3 separate regions of the Mus musculus genome follow, and all the other regions are linked to region 3. The links are chromatin contacts, called in public HiChIP or PLAC-seq maps. All regions are on one chromosome and are shown on one strand. Each heading gives the region's core, a stretch centred on a gene start, on an enhancer-like site or on the middle of the called end of the contact. The rest is flanking DNA. Distances are from core to core; before and after follow the strand shown.

Region 1 (2,779 bases), core at 19-2,518, 280 kb after region 3:
ATACACTTGTGGATGTGGGGCGGGGTTGTGAAGCTCTGAACCACAGAGACCCTTCTGGAAGCTGTTTTCTATCTCATCAGTGCTTCCCAACTGTTATAGGTAGATGGGCTACTGTGTGCAGCACACAGTGGTTTATATAGGCCTTACTAATTCCTTCTGTGCAGTTAACTTGAAAAATGTGCAATGTCACTTCTGGGCCAATAACTAGAAGTTGAGATTAAAAACAACGGCCCTGTCAAAAAATTGACATAGTGAGCGGCCAGGGAAGGGAAAGGCAAGGTTCACTTGCTTATTGCCACGTTTATGATTAGTTTGATAGATACTTCATCTATTACGGCAAATAAGCAAGTGGAGTAATGCATCACAATAATAGGCAGTCTTCCAAATTATCAGGGCTATGAGTCCTTCTAATAATCAGCAAAAGGAAAGGGAGAGGGAGAGAGAGAGAGAGAGAGAGAGAGAGAGAGAGAGAGAGAGCGCTACACATACAGTAGTACAACTCCGTGCCAGGTGAATGTTCCACTCTGCACCCCATTCTCCCTGCTTTGGGGACCAGCTGTCCTCCATAAACATGCTGCGGCTGACTCCTTTATGACATTCGTGGCTGCCACCAATGGAAGTTTTCATCCCCATCTCTGGGCTCAGCTGGGAAATCCAGGAAACAAATCAAAATCAAGCACCAAGTTAAAAGAGGCACGGGAACAGAGATGAATAAATCTGCTCCAGGAAGGGTTTAGAGATCCAGGGGGCCACATGAAAGACCTTCCCTAAATCAACTCAGGATGGGGCTGCCTGGGTGGTGGGGGAAGGCAACATGCAGCAGACATCTGACAGGAAGCAGTGTGGTGGTGGTGGTGGAGGGAGAGCTACTGGAAACCGTGCAGGTTGGTCTCAGACAAATGAACACAGGGACCCTGTGGCCCCCTCTCCTTGTCTGTCTTCCTCTCTAGGTGTGCAGTAAGGAATTCAGTGGGTGCATATCTAGGAGCAGATGTGGGAGAAGAATACAATGGCAGACAGAATTCTCTGTGGAGAAACGGATGGCTAGCCAGTGTGAAGCCTGATGCCTGAGGCAGTTACCAGAATCATCCCGATCCATTTGTATACACATCTTGGCATTAGCCCCATTGCACAGCTAAGGAAAGTGAGGCTTAATGGGCTTACACAACCTGCCCAGCATTATATGAAGCTCTTTAGGCAGAGGCCCCACTTCACGGTTATATGCTCAACTAGAAGAAAGCTTGCAGTATAGGGTATTTCCTGCCAGGGAGTGGAGAGGCAGACCTCTGCCATGTGTGGCTTCCAGGTCTCTGCCCTCTCTAAGCGTGAGCAGATGGGTGATGGGCGTGTCAGATCCTCCGGCAGCCCAGACACACATGGAGTGGGCATGTGAAATCAATCAGCCCAGTCAAAGAAGGAAAAGGTTTTGGCCTCCCTTGTGTCCCACATGTGGAAGGTATCGGAGCGACAGAGGAAGGAGGTGTGAAAGTCTCCAGTCCCCCCCCCCCCCCGCACCCCCCCTCCTCACTCCCCAGGCAGGGGAAACAGCTTGAGCACACGTGGGAAGACCAAGTCAGGCCCCTGAATCCCTGTCATGTTGATGGCTTGCTGCAGCCTGGGGTGTGCAGGGTCCATCTTGGGGTGGTATGAGAAGTATAGTCAGATAGTCAGAGGAGGGCGTCTTCCTTCCCACACTCCTCTCAACCTCTGCCTCTCTGCTGTGATGTTCCTCAAGCAGTGCGGGCCTCAGAAGGCTAAAGGGAGAACCCGTGCTCAGAGATGTCAGATCTCGAAATTATTCACCACTTGAGACCCATGCTTGCCAGGTTTTTCTAGCTGGTTCGTGCAGCATCAAGCCACGGCACAAGTGGGCACCATGGAATGCCACCCTGAAGCCAGGTTGCCACACAGAATCGAAGGTGAAGATCCAACCAGAGTGTCCATGAACTCCATCCTCCTCCTCTTTCATTAGGAAGCTCGTTCTGTAGCCTGGCCTTGGAATGAACAGAGATTTGGAGGAACCAAAGGATGCAGGTGTTTCTAGCTGCTGGGAGCTATGTCTGCTGCACATGAAGGGATGACTCTCTTGGGTAAGAGAAGCCTTACCTCTCTGTAAGGACACTGAGACTCAAGCCTTCTCTCTACAAAGAGAGTTATCTCCCCAGTGAATACACTATCTCTTGTCTTGCACAGGGAGACTCCAAATGCACCTTCCTTCCCACCCTCCAAACACCACTGCATTGGGTGTCCCATTTGCATCAATAACTCAAACAATGATTGGTCCTCCCCCTACCTCACTGGTTCCTCAGGAAACCAGGTCATCTGGTCCAGACCTGCCTTTCACTCACTCTTTCTTTTATCCATTCTTCCCCCAACAGACTCTAGGATGACACTCTTTCCCACTTATCCTTCAAACCTAGGGCTTGCCAGTTCACATGTGTTCCAGCCTTGATTAGTTTCCTGGGCTGAAGGTGGTTACTCTAGGCAGATTCAAGCACTTAGTGTCTGGGTATTTGCTTCCTACTAGAAGCTCCACAGCCGTATATGGTACACACCAAGGAATCTTAGTTAGGATTTCTGCCATTGTGATACTGCTCTAGAGTGTCAGCAAGGATCTAGAGCCTGTGTCCACCCGTCAGCTGTAGGTGAGGAGGGAAGGAGCAGGCTTCTGAGACAATGCAGCAGACATGCTGAAGGGGTCTCAGAAATCTGCAGACACCTTGCTTCACAACATCCTCCTCCTTCAGAGTTTCCCTGTATCCATAGATGGGCACCCATA
Region 2 (2,700 bases), core at 31-2,530, 390 kb after region 3:
AGCCCCACCTGTTAAATGTTTCTGTATTTGGAAAGAGGGTTTTCATAAATATAAGCAAATTGTCTTCAAAATGGACCCTTAGGAGCTGGGGAGATGATTCAGTGAGTAAGATGTGCACTACAGACTTGAGTTCAGAACCTCAACATCCCTAGAAAAAGGAGGCCAAGGCCACAACTACCTGCAATCCTAGCAGAGATAGGAGGATTCCTGTGGCCAGAAATTCTTTCCAAAATGCTGAGTTCCTGACCCAGCAAAAGGCCCTGCCTTAAAATATAGGATGTAGAGTAAGAGAGAGAAGCACCAGATAGCAACATCTGGCCTTCACAAGCATGCACACATACATGTATACACACATACACACATACATACACTCACACACACAAATGCACACACATGCATACACGCACAGGTGGGGCTGGAAGCTTTCAGCATAACTGTTTTAGGAAGAAGCGATCCAACGTATGACAAGTGCCTGGCTTAGGTTTAGTTTGAAACTGAGCTCCAATTCCAAAAGAAACATGCTCTAATTTTACTTCTAAACGTTTGCAACACACACACATGCATACACGTACACACACGCACAAATGCACGCACATGCACAAATGCATGCACACACAAAATACACATGCACAAACATATGCACGCATATCCATACATACAACTGCACACACATATGCACACCTGTTATGTGTGCATATGACATACACATGCACACATACACGTGTACACACACATGCACACACATGCACAAATGCATGCACACACAAATACACATGCACACACATATGCACACACACAACTGCATAATACAACTCTACACATATGGACACACTCATGCACACATACACATGTACAGACATGCACACACATATACACAATACATACACATATACATGCACACACATGCACACATATACACACATGCACACACATATACATACATGTACACACACACACACACAAAAGATGGTCCCTAATCTAAATATGTGCACAGACACACAGGTAGAAGGCCACAGTACAACCCAGAGACTGGGCAATGCAGCCACTTGAGGAGGGGTGCCAAGAATTTTCAATTACCGCAACCCCAGAAGATATCAGGAGTGGTCCAATCCATGTGGCCTGGCTCATGCCAGAATGTCAGAATTTTGGGAGAACTCTCTAACCCTCCCATGAGACGTCCATGGAATTTTAATATGGCGGCCCCATGTAGCTGATTCCAGGCTTCAGGCTGTGGAGGAAGGGTGTTGATGGAGAACTGATCACACACTTGGGGAAAGAGGAAGAGAAGTAAGTAGCTGTGACACAGGAGGGGTGATGTGTTCTGGAAAAAGAGGAAGTCTTGACGCATCTACTTTTCTTGTTTTCGTTTTCTTGGAATTCAAAATACTTAGAAAAGGGCTCCTGCAAAGTGCGTGTTGCAGGCAAGAAAATTGATCCATAAATCTGTCTGGAGGTCTAAAGTTTCATCAAAGTAGGTTAGACACTTTGTAAAACAGAACCAACCACTACAAAAATCACCAAGAGGAATGTAAGTCCATGCCACCAGCGTTGGGCTTTTAAAAGAAGGAACACATTTTAGGGAGTTTCCTCTTGGAACATTTCTCTCTGATTCTAACCTGTGGGCAGGATTGTCCTCCATTCTGCTGTCTCCATGGAAACAACACTTAGAGATCTTTATGTCAGCAGTGAATGAGACCAGGAGAGCATTAGGTAATAGTGCCTGGATGGCCACAGCAAGAAATGTGCATTATTTGCATAATCTACATAAAATGCTGTAGAGGGTGCTGGGCAGGTTTTCCAGTGAAGTCCTTCTCTTGTCCCTGAGAAGAAATGGAGGGGCCTCTTCACTGGCTGATGGACAGGACAGTCATGGCACAGGGAAGGGCAGGTGGCTCTGCTGCACTATGTCCCCAGGTAATGGCTGTGCACTGAGTCTGAGCATACTCACAAGTTCAATGCCAGACCTGGCCTCTGCTTCTGTTTTAGCCTAGGGCCTGCTTTTCCTTTTGATCCAGCATCCCATTGACTGAAATGAATAGTGCCTGCCCTCTACCAGAACATGGCCACTTCTCAGAGCATTAGCATATGCCAACAAAGGCAATCTATTTTCGAGTTAGTCTTTTTTATTCTTAGGAGGAGAAACCCATACTGCTTTTAGAGAGATGGACAGGTGGAGCTACTCCCAGAGAGATAAGGAGATCTTACAAGGATGCTTTCAGAGCAAGAGGAACTGGGGAGGTATGTCTCGGTTCCCTGTTAGGTGACAAGGGCCATGCCTTCGCAGGAGACTGACCACACTGACTCTCCTCAGTTCATGGCTTCCTTCCCTCTATCCCATCTTCCACATGCCCCTGGGTAAGGATGCCTTTCTCAAGGGTGAACAAACACCTTGATGGTTTCTGGTTCCCCATGGAACTACACTAACCCTATAGTACCTCTGCCAGGCAGAGCACACATTCTCAGATTTTAAATGGCCACAGCAAGCACAGTGCCAACCTCCATCTTCTCTTCATCTTCTACCCGTCAGAAACATGTCCCTTTGGTCACCCATGCTCAGATCACCACCAGCAAGGGCTGCAACTGCCCTGTCAGGTCTGTATTCCAAATCTGTAACGTCCATACCCTGGCAAAGGTCCTTGCCACTCCAAGGTCACCAGTGTCTATGTTTCTGCCAGAATGAGGCTAGCCTCAGTGGTACAT
Region 3 (2,700 bases), core at 153-2,652:
GTATGTGTGTTTATACATGTATACACAACACATACATACATACATACATACATGCAAGCAACTGTGTGTATCGTGGCTTCAAGACTAATGGGTAGATAAGAAAACAACATAGTAGAAAACAAGTCTTACAAAAACCTCTCGTCAGCTTCTATACAGGAGGCTATTTGTATCTGAAGGCTCTATAGCTAAAGATTAAACCGAAGGTGGGTTGATAATACAGCTTTTTAAATGTACACATATTGAAATGTATTTTCGTCAGGATTCCCTACGTAATATAACTTGGTGATTGTCAACATAGCATGAATAGCGTGTTAGATGCTAGCCGCAGAACGGATTACAGTCTCCAGGATGATGTCCACAGGCCTAGGCAAGTACTAGGACATATTGAACTCCTGTGGAGTTTGATACCTGGAACCGATAACTGCAAGGGTACCAAGAGAGATACACGCGTGTAGCCATGTACACATATGGCTTCCACAGCCACGATTCCCTCCCATGCTCAGCAGCCACACTTCTCAGAGTAGAGATACTCTGCAGATGGAACAGCGTTCTCCTCATTAAGCTCCCAGCTGATGCTGCGGGGTTTCAACAGTTCCCTTAGAGCACCCAGAAAGGCCTGGCAGCCCCGGTGCTTTCTGCGCCTGGGACTCCAGCAAAGACAGAGGGTAGTGGGCTCCGTGGGGTACTTACCCTGCATCTGACTTTGAGGCTGAGGGTTAAAGGCAGTGGAGTGGTTCAAGGAGGCCCGAGGGTTGGGCGTGGGGGCTGGGTGGTGCGGGCTGACCCTCATGGCCGTGCGCCGCAGCTGCTCCAATTCACTGAGCCGCTCGGAAAAGGACAAACTCCCGGGCTTGGTCTGATCATCTAGTTTCTGCCGATGTCCTAGTGTAGGGACCGGGAGGGGAAGGGAGGAGGAGGAGGAGAGGGAGGCAGGGAAGGAGGGAGGGAAGAGATCAGAAAACGTGTTGTGGAGGGGACTTTTCTTATCTTTCCCCTCCCTCTCCCTTCACCCCCAAGGTGAGCTTGTTGGACATTGCCCCTTGGGCTGGCTGCCTGTGGGAACCAGGGCTATCCTTCTGATAGCCCGCTGAGGTTCCTTCAGCCCACTGGTCCCTGGCTGTTGCCTCAGTCTGGGACTCGGTGCCCACAGCTCTCCGCACATCCCCTCGGGTGGGCAGACACTAGTGAGCGGAACTGCTGATGGTGGCCCCGGGTAAGAAGCCCGTTGCTTGTTGGCTGTGGGCCTCAGGCTGGGAACAGAACTGTGGCAGCCAAGAAAGGTGCCCTCCCGGGGTCAAGAATGCCCTGCCTTCCTGAAAACCTGAGCAGCAGGTCTGAGAGGTGCCAGAGTGGGCCCTGGAACGTAGCAGCGTGTCCCTTCAACAGGAAATTGGGTGCAGCTGCAAACCCACAGCCGAGGAGTGAGATTTCCTGTTACACGCAGGCAGGCACAGGGCATCCCTCTCTGCCCTCACACACCCAGGCCCCTTCCTCCTTCGTACAGGCTCCTCAGAAGCATCCTTACTTCCCTGAAGCCCACTCCCTGGGCGGATCCCTAGGAGGAAGTAGGCAGAAAGGTGCAGCGTGGGTCTGTTCCAATATTTCTAGTAGGCCAGGCCCTTGGGAGCTCAGAGGGAGTGGCCAGCTGGTCTGCTGATTTTCCCTCGGAATGAAAAGCAAGGTGGGATGCTTGCTGTCGTGTAAGGGTGGTAGGTGTCTCTGTTACCAGGAAACAGCAAGTAGGGGCATCCACGTGGGCCAGTCAGGAGGGCTGGGCCTCCCGCTTTTTTTTTTTTTTCCCTCTCCATCCCCTTCAAAGTATTATGCAGACTAGAGATTGTAGAGGAGCCCAGCCTCCCACACAGTCACAGTAGAGATCCATTCCTCCTTTTAAGAGGCCGACTTTGTTGTTTCCTCCTCGTTCTCAAGGTTTGTTTGACTAGAACCGTTGACTGAGCCAGGGCCATTCTCCTGTCAATGGTTACACAGCCTGAGCCACAATCATCCTCCTGTACACAGCCTCACAACAAGACAGGGGAAGCCGTTGGCTTCTGCCCATAGAAATGCTGTTGCTGCTACCCCAGCCCAGCCCAGAGCTACACGGAGGACCCTGGACCATTCTTCCAGCACAGGAGTGGTTACAAGGCTACCCCGCCCACCACCTAGTTCCCGATTGCTACAATTATAAAATTATGTCGTAGAAGTTGTGTTATGGTTTCAAATCCCCGCGGCTTGCTATTTCTTCCTGCTACGGGCCTCCTTGGCACTGCCGACACGGTCTCAGATTCCAGGCCAGAAAAAGGGCCCACTATATTGCAGCGATTTTTATCACTGACAAGACCTGTTTGGCTCCAAATGGAGGAAAAAAAAAAGCTTAAGCATAATATTTGTGTAGTTCACATGCAGCGCTCGCTCTTTCCACGTATCGCCACGGCAAATCTGGACTGTCATTCAGAGCTCACAACACTGGACTCAAACACAAACACCCTGAGTCACGCAGGCTCGGCCGGGGCGCATGGGAGAGGCCTCTTGTAGCCGGAGTATTTAAAGCTCTATGGACAAAAGAGGCCAAGTTCCCGAGCCACCCCCTCCAGCCTTTTACCAGCAGAAGTACAAAAACTTCTTTTTCTAGAGCCTTCTACCTTGCTCAGTCTTAGTATATGTAGTTCGGTGTGCAGCCCTCTCTGGATCCTCCCTCTT

Evidence for each region. HiChIP or PLAC-seq counts read pairs in DNA pulled down with a chosen protein or histone mark.
Region 1: an H3K27ac HiChIP or PLAC-seq map of regulatory T cells shows a contact between it and region 3, with 3 times the contacts expected there. The contact joins two enhancer-like sites. A contact is called at or near these places in 3 of 115 datasets of contacts at active chromatin or transcription factors (embryonic stem cells, pancreatic cancer cells and regulatory T cells).
Region 2: a contact with region 3 is called in an H3K4me3 HiChIP or PLAC-seq map of bone marrow-derived macrophages, with 5 times the contacts expected there. The contact joins two enhancer-like sites. A contact is called at or near these places in 1 of 15 datasets of contacts at CTCF or cohesin (large pre-B cells) and 4 of 115 datasets of contacts at active chromatin or transcription factors (bone marrow-derived macrophages, embryonic stem cells, microglia and 1 more).

The regions. Positions count from the first base shown.
Region 1 is chr16:92,927,058-92,929,836 of GRCm38.p6, forward strand. No RefSeq gene overlaps it. Among named protein-coding and RNA genes, the nearest start is that of Gm41499, 29 kb to the right of the region's middle. Within about 2 kb of position 1,269, at least 64 of the 459 cell types and tissues checked have an H3K27ac peak or open chromatin away from gene starts, as enhancers often do. A contact at or near this core is called in regulatory T cells, where this site is marked.
Region 2 is chr16:93,030,516-93,033,215 of GRCm38.p6, forward strand. No RefSeq gene overlaps it. Among named protein-coding and RNA genes, the nearest start is that of Gm41499, 75 kb to the left of the region's middle. Within about 2 kb of position 1,281, at least 65 of the 459 cell types and tissues checked have an H3K27ac peak or open chromatin away from gene starts, as enhancers often do. A contact at or near this core is called in bone marrow-derived macrophages, where this site is marked.
Region 3 is chr16:92,643,464-92,646,163 of GRCm38.p6, forward strand. Runx1 (runt related transcription factor 1) reads right to left here. Exons shown (of 8, transcript NM_001111021.2): 6 at 691-882. Among named protein-coding and RNA genes, the nearest start is that of Gm30224, 49 kb to the left of the region's middle. Within about 2 kb of position 1,403, at least 112 of the 459 cell types and tissues checked have an H3K27ac peak or open chromatin away from gene starts, as enhancers often do. A contact at or near this core is called in bone marrow-derived macrophages and regulatory T cells, where this site is marked.